2 separate regions of the Mus musculus genome follow, and region 2 is linked to region 1. Evidence: chromatin contacts called from public HiChIP or PLAC-seq data. All regions are on one chromosome and are shown on one strand. Each heading gives the region's core, a stretch centred on a gene start, on an enhancer-like site or on the middle of the called end of the contact. The rest is flanking DNA. Distances are from core to core; before and after follow the strand shown.

Region 1 (4,540 bases), core at 1,386-3,885:
ATGAAAGGCTGTCAGGGACAGGCAAGAAGCAGAGTAGCAGCTGCCTGGCCGCTGGTGGATGCTGGTCTCAACAGCAGGCTTCCTTCCTGGGACGGAGAGCCGGAGTCACGAGGGTGCTAAGGGGCAGAAGGAGGAGGATGGATGGCCAGGAGGGGTGCGTCTAGGGGCAGAGCGAAGAGATGAGGGAATGCAAGCAGACGGAGAGGGAAAGCAGGGGATGCAAGGGAGAGAATGAACAGCGTCCAGTGTGGGCGGGGGGGGGGGCCGGTCCCAGACCTTGGTCACCAAGCAATGAGGATGGAGTTTTTACCATGTGCCAGAGCTGTAGTCAGGATGTCGGGCGAAGACAGCATGCGAGACGTTTTCTCAGTGTTTAGGGGAAGACGATAAATAGCAAACAGATACAAAACCATGCCAGAGGGCGATGGCGGAGAAAAGATAAGGAAACACGGATGAAATGAGGACCCCCTTTAGATTTTGGTCAGAGAGCCGAAGGTCAAGAAAGAGCCAGCCAGGTAAAAACAGAAGCATCGGAGGGAGAGGGATCTGAGAGTGGCTGCGGATGCTCTGGGACGACAGGGAGTCTGCTTTGGCAGAAGCACTGTTATGAAGGGGGCACACACTGGTGGCTTTTCCATTGTACTTATTTAGGGTGTGCACGTGCATGTGCTCGCATATGGCGGTCAGAGGACAACGTTGTAGGAAGGGGTTGGTTCTCTCCCCCCACCCTGCGGGTCTTAAGTATCCAAGGTAGCTTGTCACGTTTGATGGCCTGCTGAGCTATATCTCACCGGCCCTTGAATATTTTGAAAGGGGAGAGCATGCTATGGTTTAGCTTTCAAAATATTACCGGTAATTGTAAAGAGTATTTTGTAAAAGATGAGGACAGAAATGAAGGAGCTCCTAAGAGGGTACTGCAATTTCAGACACAGGATGACTGCGTGGATCCGGCTTCGAACAATAAACGAGAAGGGGGTAGACTCTGCGCATGCGCTGAAAGTGTGGGCTTTCGCACCTGCTGGAGACGCAGGCATAGGGAAGGAACCGGAAATCAAAACACCTTTAGCCTGAACAACAAGGAGTTGTCATGTCCTAGGATGAAGAGCTCGGGACACAAGAGGGTTGGGGGTGGGATGGCTCAAGCCATCTGCTTGAGTCACATTAGGTTTGCCTGGCTATTAGACATCGGACGGAGTGGATATGTCAAGTGGGCGGTTGGACAAATGAGTCTGGCACTCATTTGTAAATTTAGGACTCACTGACATTTACAGAGTGTTTAAGCCCTGGGACTGGATGAGATCACTGGACAAAGAATGTGGAAAGAAAAGAAGGCCAAGGACTAAGCCCTAGGAGCGCCAACATGTCGAGGTCAGAACCGAGGAAGACAGTAAAGAACAGCCAGAGGGTTGGAGGGGAGCCAGGAAAGTGTGGTTTCCTAGAAGTTTGGGGCGCAGGGTTGGGGGGGGTCATGCAGGGAGAAGGGTTAGGTATGAATGGGTAGGGTCAAAGGAATTTTAAAAAAGATTTATTTATTTATTATATGTAAGTACACTGTAGCTGTCTTTAGACACTCCAGAAGAGGGAGTCAGATCTCGTTACTGATGGTTGTGAGCCACCATGTGGTTGCTGGGATTTGAACTCAGGACCTTTGGAAGCATAGTAGTCAGTGCTCTTAACCACTAAGCCATCTCCCCAGCCCCAGAATTCTCTTTATTACATCTAATTAGTGTATGTGTCACACCACTTGTTCAGGGGTCTGGTGACAACTTTCCTTCCACCATGTGGGTCCTGGGGATAGAACCCAGGTAGTCAGGCTTGGTGGCAAGCACCTTTGTCCCCTGAGCCATCTCCACGGCCCAGGTCAAGGGAGTTTTAAGAGATTAGAAAAGGGCACTCAGAAGCCTGAATCTAAGTGAGCCCGTGTAGACCATTTGGGAACAGACAAGGAGAAACTTCTAGAGGGAACAGCAGGGTGCAAAGCCCCGAGGCAGGCTTCTAGTGCCTCTGGTCTAGGAATATTCCCCAACTGCACTAAGGCTGTGCCGAAGAAATCCTTAGGAAAGAAAGCTGGAGATACCCAGAGGCAGGAATCTACGGGGGCCTCCTTGTGAGCCATAGTGAGTGTTGGATATTCTGAGTCTCGGAAAAGCTAAGTATAGCAAATGGTCTTGAACCATTTAAGGACTGTTTGGGTTGCTTCAGGGAGAATGAATTATAAGAAGGATCATAGTGAAATGAGGAATTAATCTGCTGGGGGCACTCCAATTTGCGTATGCAGTCTTCTCTCCCACCCCTCTTTGGTCCTCTCACCCACGGTCTTGAGCTGCCTTTCCACCTTTGCCAGAGTTGGGGACTCAAATGTATGGATGACTCAGAATCTCAGACTGCTTGGGGGTCAGAAATCATGAGGTCTGTGAAGCTGCGCTTAGGTAGAGGGGAAGCTTACCATCACTACCCAAAGGAGGTTGCGTCCCCCCAACCCCCTCCATCCCTGCTCCTCTTCCCAACCTTGCACCTGGACAAAAGCTGAGCTCGCAGCGTAGCAAACGAAGGGTTAAGTCGTGCGTGGCCTACAGACGTGAGAAGGAGAGGCGGAGACCAAGTGGTCCTAGTCGCCCGCCGAACCCAGCCGAGCCCGGCCGAGCCCAGCCGAGCCCAGCCGAAGCGAGCGTCTCCCGCCGCCGCCGCCGCCGCCGCCGCCCCGCGCCCCGGGCGCCCGCCCCCCTCCGGCTCCAGCTCCTCGCTGCCAGCCAAACCTCCCGACCATGCCCGGCGCCCCACCCGTTTCTGCGACCCCCCAGCCCCGCGTAGCTCCGAGCGCCTGCAGTCGTCGCGCCGCCACACCAGGCATGCAGGTGAGCGAGGGGGACCCAAAGCCCCTACCCGTAGGGAGCAGACTCTGCCCTCCCAGTGCCAGCTCCGCGTCCTTCGCCCCCCGCCCCTCCTGGCGCGGTCTCCAGCCGCCTCCAGTCTCCCAGAGCTCCTTTCCACAGTGCCCTCCATCCCTCCGCTGTCCTGACTCCATCCTACCCTCTTGGTGCAGCAGTCAACGTCTCCGCGCCTGCCACCATCCCGCCTTTAGCTCATCCTGCAGCTTCGGGCATCCTCCTGCCTCAGGTCCCCTTTCCGCTCTGGGTGCTCCCTCCAAATCCCTTGGCCGATCGTTTCCTTATTTTTCCCGGTTCGCACCGCTTTCCAACCCTATCCAGGGAGCGCAGGCCTGTGGGATTGGCGGGATTGGGGGGCTCTGCTAGAGATGGGGCCCGGTTCCCCCACCCCACCCCCAGTTCGTCTTCTGCGCACAACAGGTCGGTGAGGAGCGCGAAGGGGGTGGGGTGGCGCACCAGCTTGGGGACTGCGGACTTCCTGGAGGGGGTGACAGAGGGGTACGGGGTGTGTGAAGGGGCTGGAGTTGACATTGGTGGTGGTGGTGGGTTGTAGCCAACGAAGGGGCAGGTATGCCCTGGAGTAGCGGGCCACTGGTGTCGCCGAGTCCTTATTCGCTCCACTGGTTCGGCTACCATTTCTTTCCTCCCGTTTCTAACCTCCTCCCACTAAGCCCCCCGGCCTCTTTCCTTTCCCTTCTCTTTCACCTGGCCTCCAGCTCTGTCTCCATATCTCTTTCAATTTCAAGAAACAATTCCTAACTCCTCCATCTTTGCTGTTCTGTCCACCCCCCACCTCCGGTCCCCGTCCCTTCCTTTTTTGATTTTGCCTTCAACACCGTGTTCTAATCTGTCTCAATGACTCTCTCCCCGTCTCTGATCTCCACCGTCCTTTTCTCTTCCACTCTCTTTGCTTCTGCCCTGACCAGACCCCTCCATCCTCCTGCCTGATGCCTGTTTTCTTTTCCCTCCCTGCCGTCTTCTCTCTTCAGCATCCTTGGCCAATCTCCTGTAGCCCCTCTTTCCTCCCCATCTCCTCCCTTCCCAGCTGCTGTCTGTCCGTCTTCTCACTCTTGACCAACCTTTTCCCTCGCAGCCTTTCACCTCTCGCACCCCCCTCCCCTCCCTAGTTTATTCCCTGGGGTATTCAACACGCAGACGGAGACTAGGAATCCAGAAGACACAGGGTGTCACATGTTTCTTCTCTCTGAAGATCCCAGCCCCTCGGGCCTCACCACCCTCAGTTTGGAGACTGCACTTCCTTTCAGAACCAACCATCTAGATTCTCCTAGGACTTTTCCCCGGAGCAGCCACAGTTGAGGGGGTGGCTTCCTTTGAGCTCCACCCTCTTTCAGAATGCACCCATGCATTTGGGTGGTTAAGCATCAAGAGCAAACCCCAAAGCGTGTCCTGTAGCTTTCCTCCCACCGACTGTTTTCTCCCGCTTGTCTGAAAAGGCAGCTAGGCAGCCAGCTTCTAGGCTCCATCATAAAAGAAGTGCCTGGCGCTTCAAGAGGTGACCGGGCTTCTAGCATCCCCCCCAACACTCACTAAGATTGGCTTCCCTTCCCTCCCCCACTCAAAAACTCCCTCCCTAGCGGTAGGTGCTCAGGGAATCACAAGGTTCTTGGCTCTAAATTAAGATCCAAGAAGCC
Region 2 (4,303 bases), core at 67-2,566, 380 kb after region 1:
TAGCCCCAGGTAGAAGGCGGTCTCTTGTACCTAGATGTCTCCTTTCCTGTATTACCTTTGTCAACACTGCACAAACACCATGAACTGGGACAGGTAAAGCTGACTAGAGACAGACAAGTGGGTTTCTCATGTTGGAACAGACTATGGGTTAAGAACGGCTTTTATTTTATTTTCTGATTTGAGATAGGAGGACCTCTTAATATAGCCCAGGCTGACACACAGTGTAACCCAGTCTAGGCTACCTTCCAACTCTGCATCCCCCTGCCTCAGTTTCTAGAGTGCTATGATCACAGATGTATTCTATCATGCTTTGCAACGTTTACATTTTTAAATAATGGGGGGGGGCAAAAAAGGAAAAATAATATTTGGGGAAAGAGAACAATACACCCAGTTCACACTCCATGAGTTACAGCTAGTTTTATCACGGTTCAGCCAGCCAGCCACCCTTACTGGTCGGCTGGCCATCCTTGGCTGCTTTTCAGTTAGTCGCAACTGAGACTCAATAGACAAGAGACTCTACAATATAGCTTTTCTGTCCCTTTACTGAGAAGTCTGTACATGCCTTACCTGGAAACCCCACACGTCCACGTACAATCTGGCGAAGTCAGGAGAGCTGTCAGACAGGGTCTGGAGGGATGCCCCTAGTTGAGGCAGCCCGCTGGTCTCCCACTAAGCTCCTTTCCTGGCCGCCGAGGGCACCACCAGGGATAGAGCTGGAAGTCAGATGCAGGACTCCACCCCTCCTTTCTAAGCCTGGATGGAAGACCCATCCCTTGCAGTGGGCAGGGCCTGAAGGGAAGAGGCCCTTAATGGGAACTGGACTCAAGAACCCTATACAGGGGTTGGTTTCCCACCAACTGGGCTCTAGAAACCTCCCATTTCTCTCTCCTAGCTTACTCTGACTTACTCGCAGAGGAGATTGTTCATTGTGTCTCCCGCCCCGGGACAACAACAGTCCAGCCCCCGAAGGCAGTCCCCCGCCCCTCCTTCTCCCTCCCCCTTACTATCTCTCCCCACGTCCACCTTTTCTATCTTTTCCCAGGCCCAGCTTTTCTCCCTCCCTCGTACCCAGCCTCCTTCCCTCCTCCTTCTGAGGCCCCGCGACCCTGTCCCAGATCCCCGGTTCCCTGGCCGCCCGGCACTCGCCCTCCCAAGTGCTCACCTGTGAGCGCAGGTGTCCGAGCTTCCGCTGTCCTTGACGTCCGCTGGATACTGTGGAAATCTGGGTCGTTGTCAGCTTCCTTGGCGATGGCAGCCCCACTGTCCCAGCCTGGGACTAGGACCGAGCGGCCCGCGGGACCAGGCAGCACGGGGCCGGGAAGGGAGGTGAAGGTGGAGGCAGAGGGGCGGGACGTGGGCTGGCACCTCCCCCTCCCTGCGGGCCTTGCAGCGTCGCGGTCCTGGTCACCCGGACAGAGAGGGTAGGGAGCCGGACTCTCCGTACACCAACCCCAGACCAGGAGTGCTCACTTCTCGGTGCGCACCTTTCCCTTTCTTTTGCACCTGAACTAACCAGCAATCTGTCACCTGGTCGGGGCCAGGGGCTGGAACCTTGTGCCACCCGCAGGCCACCAGCGTGTCCTCCCTTCCCGGCCAGACCCCTGCCAGGCGCCAGGGTAATGAGGGATAAATGAAAGGTTGGGCGCCGCTATGCGGAGGCGGTGAGGTAATGACCAAGCGACCTGTGGCAGGTACACATCCCTTGTTTGCACCAGGCCCCTCTTGCCTGTCCTAGACCGTTACCCTGAAAGGGAGCCAGCCTAGCATCAGGAAGGGCGGAGGCCCAAGGATTCTCAGCCCCATGGCTGTCCTCTGGCCATGGAGTCCAAAGTGTAGCCCTTATCTCCAGTGAACCTGCTGGCCTGCCCTGGCAACAGGGAGGAAGGTTCTGTGGACTTTGTGTCTTATTGAGGGAGGCATCAGGGGCCAAGCTTAGACCATACCCAACACTACTCTCATTACTTAAGCCTGGAGGGAGGGGGCATACCAGGGGAGGGTACCCTCCCACCGGACTGCACTTGGGCCAGTGTGGCCTTCCCAAGGGCTACACAGACTGAACAGTTTCTCCGAAGTGGTACAGCACTGGCTGGGCGTGATGTGAAAGGCATCCCCGCCCCCCCGCCCCCACATTCCCAAGTCCTGTCGTCTGGTCTGAGGGAAGAACTGAGAGTTATATCATCCCATGGATGTGTGATCCAGAGGTGGAAGTCTCGGTGGGGGGGGGGGGGAGGGGGCGGGGAGATGGGCAGGTCTGAGGTCCACTTTGGGATCTTCCTTCCGCCAATGGACTAGACTGGGTCTGGTGCAACCTCTTACCACACAAAGCATCCCGAAGTACACAAAACCCTTTCAGAAGTGTCTCCCTGTGTTCAGAGGAAAAACAAAACAAAACAAAACAAAAACAAAACAAAACAAAAACAAAACAAAACAAAACAAAAACACCTCTAATTCTCACCCTCTCCCATGGCTCCTTTCAGCCTGGAGAGGCATCTTTGCCATCGGTTGCTTGAATGTGTGTTCCTGTTCCCAGTCACAGATTTGTCCTTCAGTGTACTTTTTTAGAATATGATGTTGTGAGGTCTCAGTGTTACAGAGGAGCTGTCCTGACCTGTGGTTGCCTCCATCCTGCCTTCTGCCCCCCCAGGTGTGTGTGTAGGGGGGGGAGCGGAGAAGGAGTTGGATGAGAACCATGTTTGTCAAGAATGCAGGTTTTGCCTGTTCCTAGCATTCACACTGTGGGGGGCCAGGAGAAGAGGAAGACATATCCAGGGATGATGAGTAGCCATGAGAGAGAGAGAGAGAGTTAATGAACCAGTTGGTGCTGATTACTGGCCATATTAAATGACACCCCAAAGACACTGGTGCTGAGGACTTCTCCTCCCACTGATTCTCAGACAAAGGTGGAAGGAGGAGAAAGAGGGAAATTGGAATTGAGAAGGTAGGAGAGAAATCCTGGACTTACATGCCCCTGGAGTGAGCTTCTGATGTCTCCCATAGACCCAGGCAGAGTTAACCCTTTCCATTCCCTCAGGGCTGAGGTCCCACCTCCACCTCCCAGTACCCTGGGGCCTGTATCAAGTCTCCCTGGGAGGAGAGGTTCCCAGACAAAGCTAAAGACAGAGGTGTGGCCAGCTGCAGGTGTGTGGGCAGGTGGACTCGCAGGCTCTCTTGGTCCATTCCTTCCTTCTATTCTGGCTCTGTCCAGCTGTCCTCTCTACAACTGCCCCTTCCACCGAGCTCTCCCGTGCTGTGGAGGACAGACTCCTGGGGCGGGCTGAGAAGGAAACACAAGCAGAGGAACTGCGTAGTCTCCTGAAGATGAGGAGTTTGCCAGAGGCTGGGACTCTGCCGGGAGGGGTGGGGAGTCACTGGTCAGGACAGAGGGGACCCCCTGGATACCTCTTTTCCTTTTCTGCTTCCTTAGAAGTTCCTGGTAGCCATAACAAGGATCACACTCCTTGACCCACTGTGCCTCAGTTTCCTCTGTGGGCCAGATGTTCTTCATCAGGCCCCCGCTTGACCCTACAGCTGATAGGTGTCCTAGGATCTGAGATTGGAGAATCGAAAGGCTCTGTCTGGAAAGTAACTTTGGGGCCAGGTGGCACTTGTGGGGTTGGCATAAAGCTCCAAGAGGTGGGAGGGTACAGAAGATGAGCCTGATCCCTAAGTCTGACCCAGTCCACATCTCTGGGGAGAGGCAGGCCACCTATGTCAATGAGGTACTGGAAGTTCCTAGCAACAGGAGGCAGCCAATGGGAGCTATGTCTTTGCTGAAGAGTTGGGGACAGACTGGGGACGTGAGCAGGAGGTGGCAGATCACGGAAGACAATGCATACAAGGCCACTGGGTCTAGCTGCTGGTGCCTCACATCAGCCTTGGGCTCCAGTTCTCCCTGCCTTCCTTCCTCCTGGCCACCTGTGCAAGGTCTAAGGAATCTAGAGACAAATGAGAGAATGCCGGACAGAGGCAGGGAATTCCAGACCTGTGGAGAGACAGACAGATAGATAAAACATTGTAAAGGTAGATATAGACGTGATGGATGGGAAACCACAAGCACATGTTAGAGGGTCCAGTTCTTACATAGGGCAGGCAAGGAAGGTTTCCTGGAGGAATTGAGCTCTGCACTGAGACCATGCTGCTGAGCGCAAAGGGTTCTGCTGCTGGGGCTGCAGAGAGGACACTTCTGGAACAAAGAATGGGCAAAGAGCTGTGATGTGGGAGAGCTTGCTTGTAAAGATGCCGGAGCTAAGTGTGGTAGAGCACACTTGTCCCTGCTTCCTAGGAGGCAGAAGTGAGTGTTCAC

What was found. HiChIP or PLAC-seq counts read pairs in DNA pulled down with a chosen protein or histone mark.
Region 2: an HNF4G HiChIP or PLAC-seq map of pancreatic cancer cells shows a contact between it and region 1. The contact joins the promoter of Plekhg6 here to the promoter of Pianp in region 1. A contact is called at or near these places in 1 of 39 promoter capture datasets (liver) and 1 of 115 datasets of contacts at active chromatin or transcription factors (pancreatic cancer cells).

The regions. Positions count from the first base shown.
Region 1 is chr6:124,994,085-124,998,624 of GRCm38.p6, forward strand. Pianp (PILR alpha associated neural protein) reads left to right here and starts at 2,636. Exons shown (of 6, transcript NM_175696.4): 1 at 2,636-2,855. It also overlaps a transcript of Cops7a not described here.
Region 2 is chr6:125,379,188-125,383,490 of GRCm38.p6, forward strand. It overlaps Plekhg6 (pleckstrin homology domain containing, family G (with RhoGef domain) member 6), which reads right to left and starts at 1,317. Exons shown (of 17, transcript NM_198604.2): 1 at 1,163-1,317; 2 at 568-789.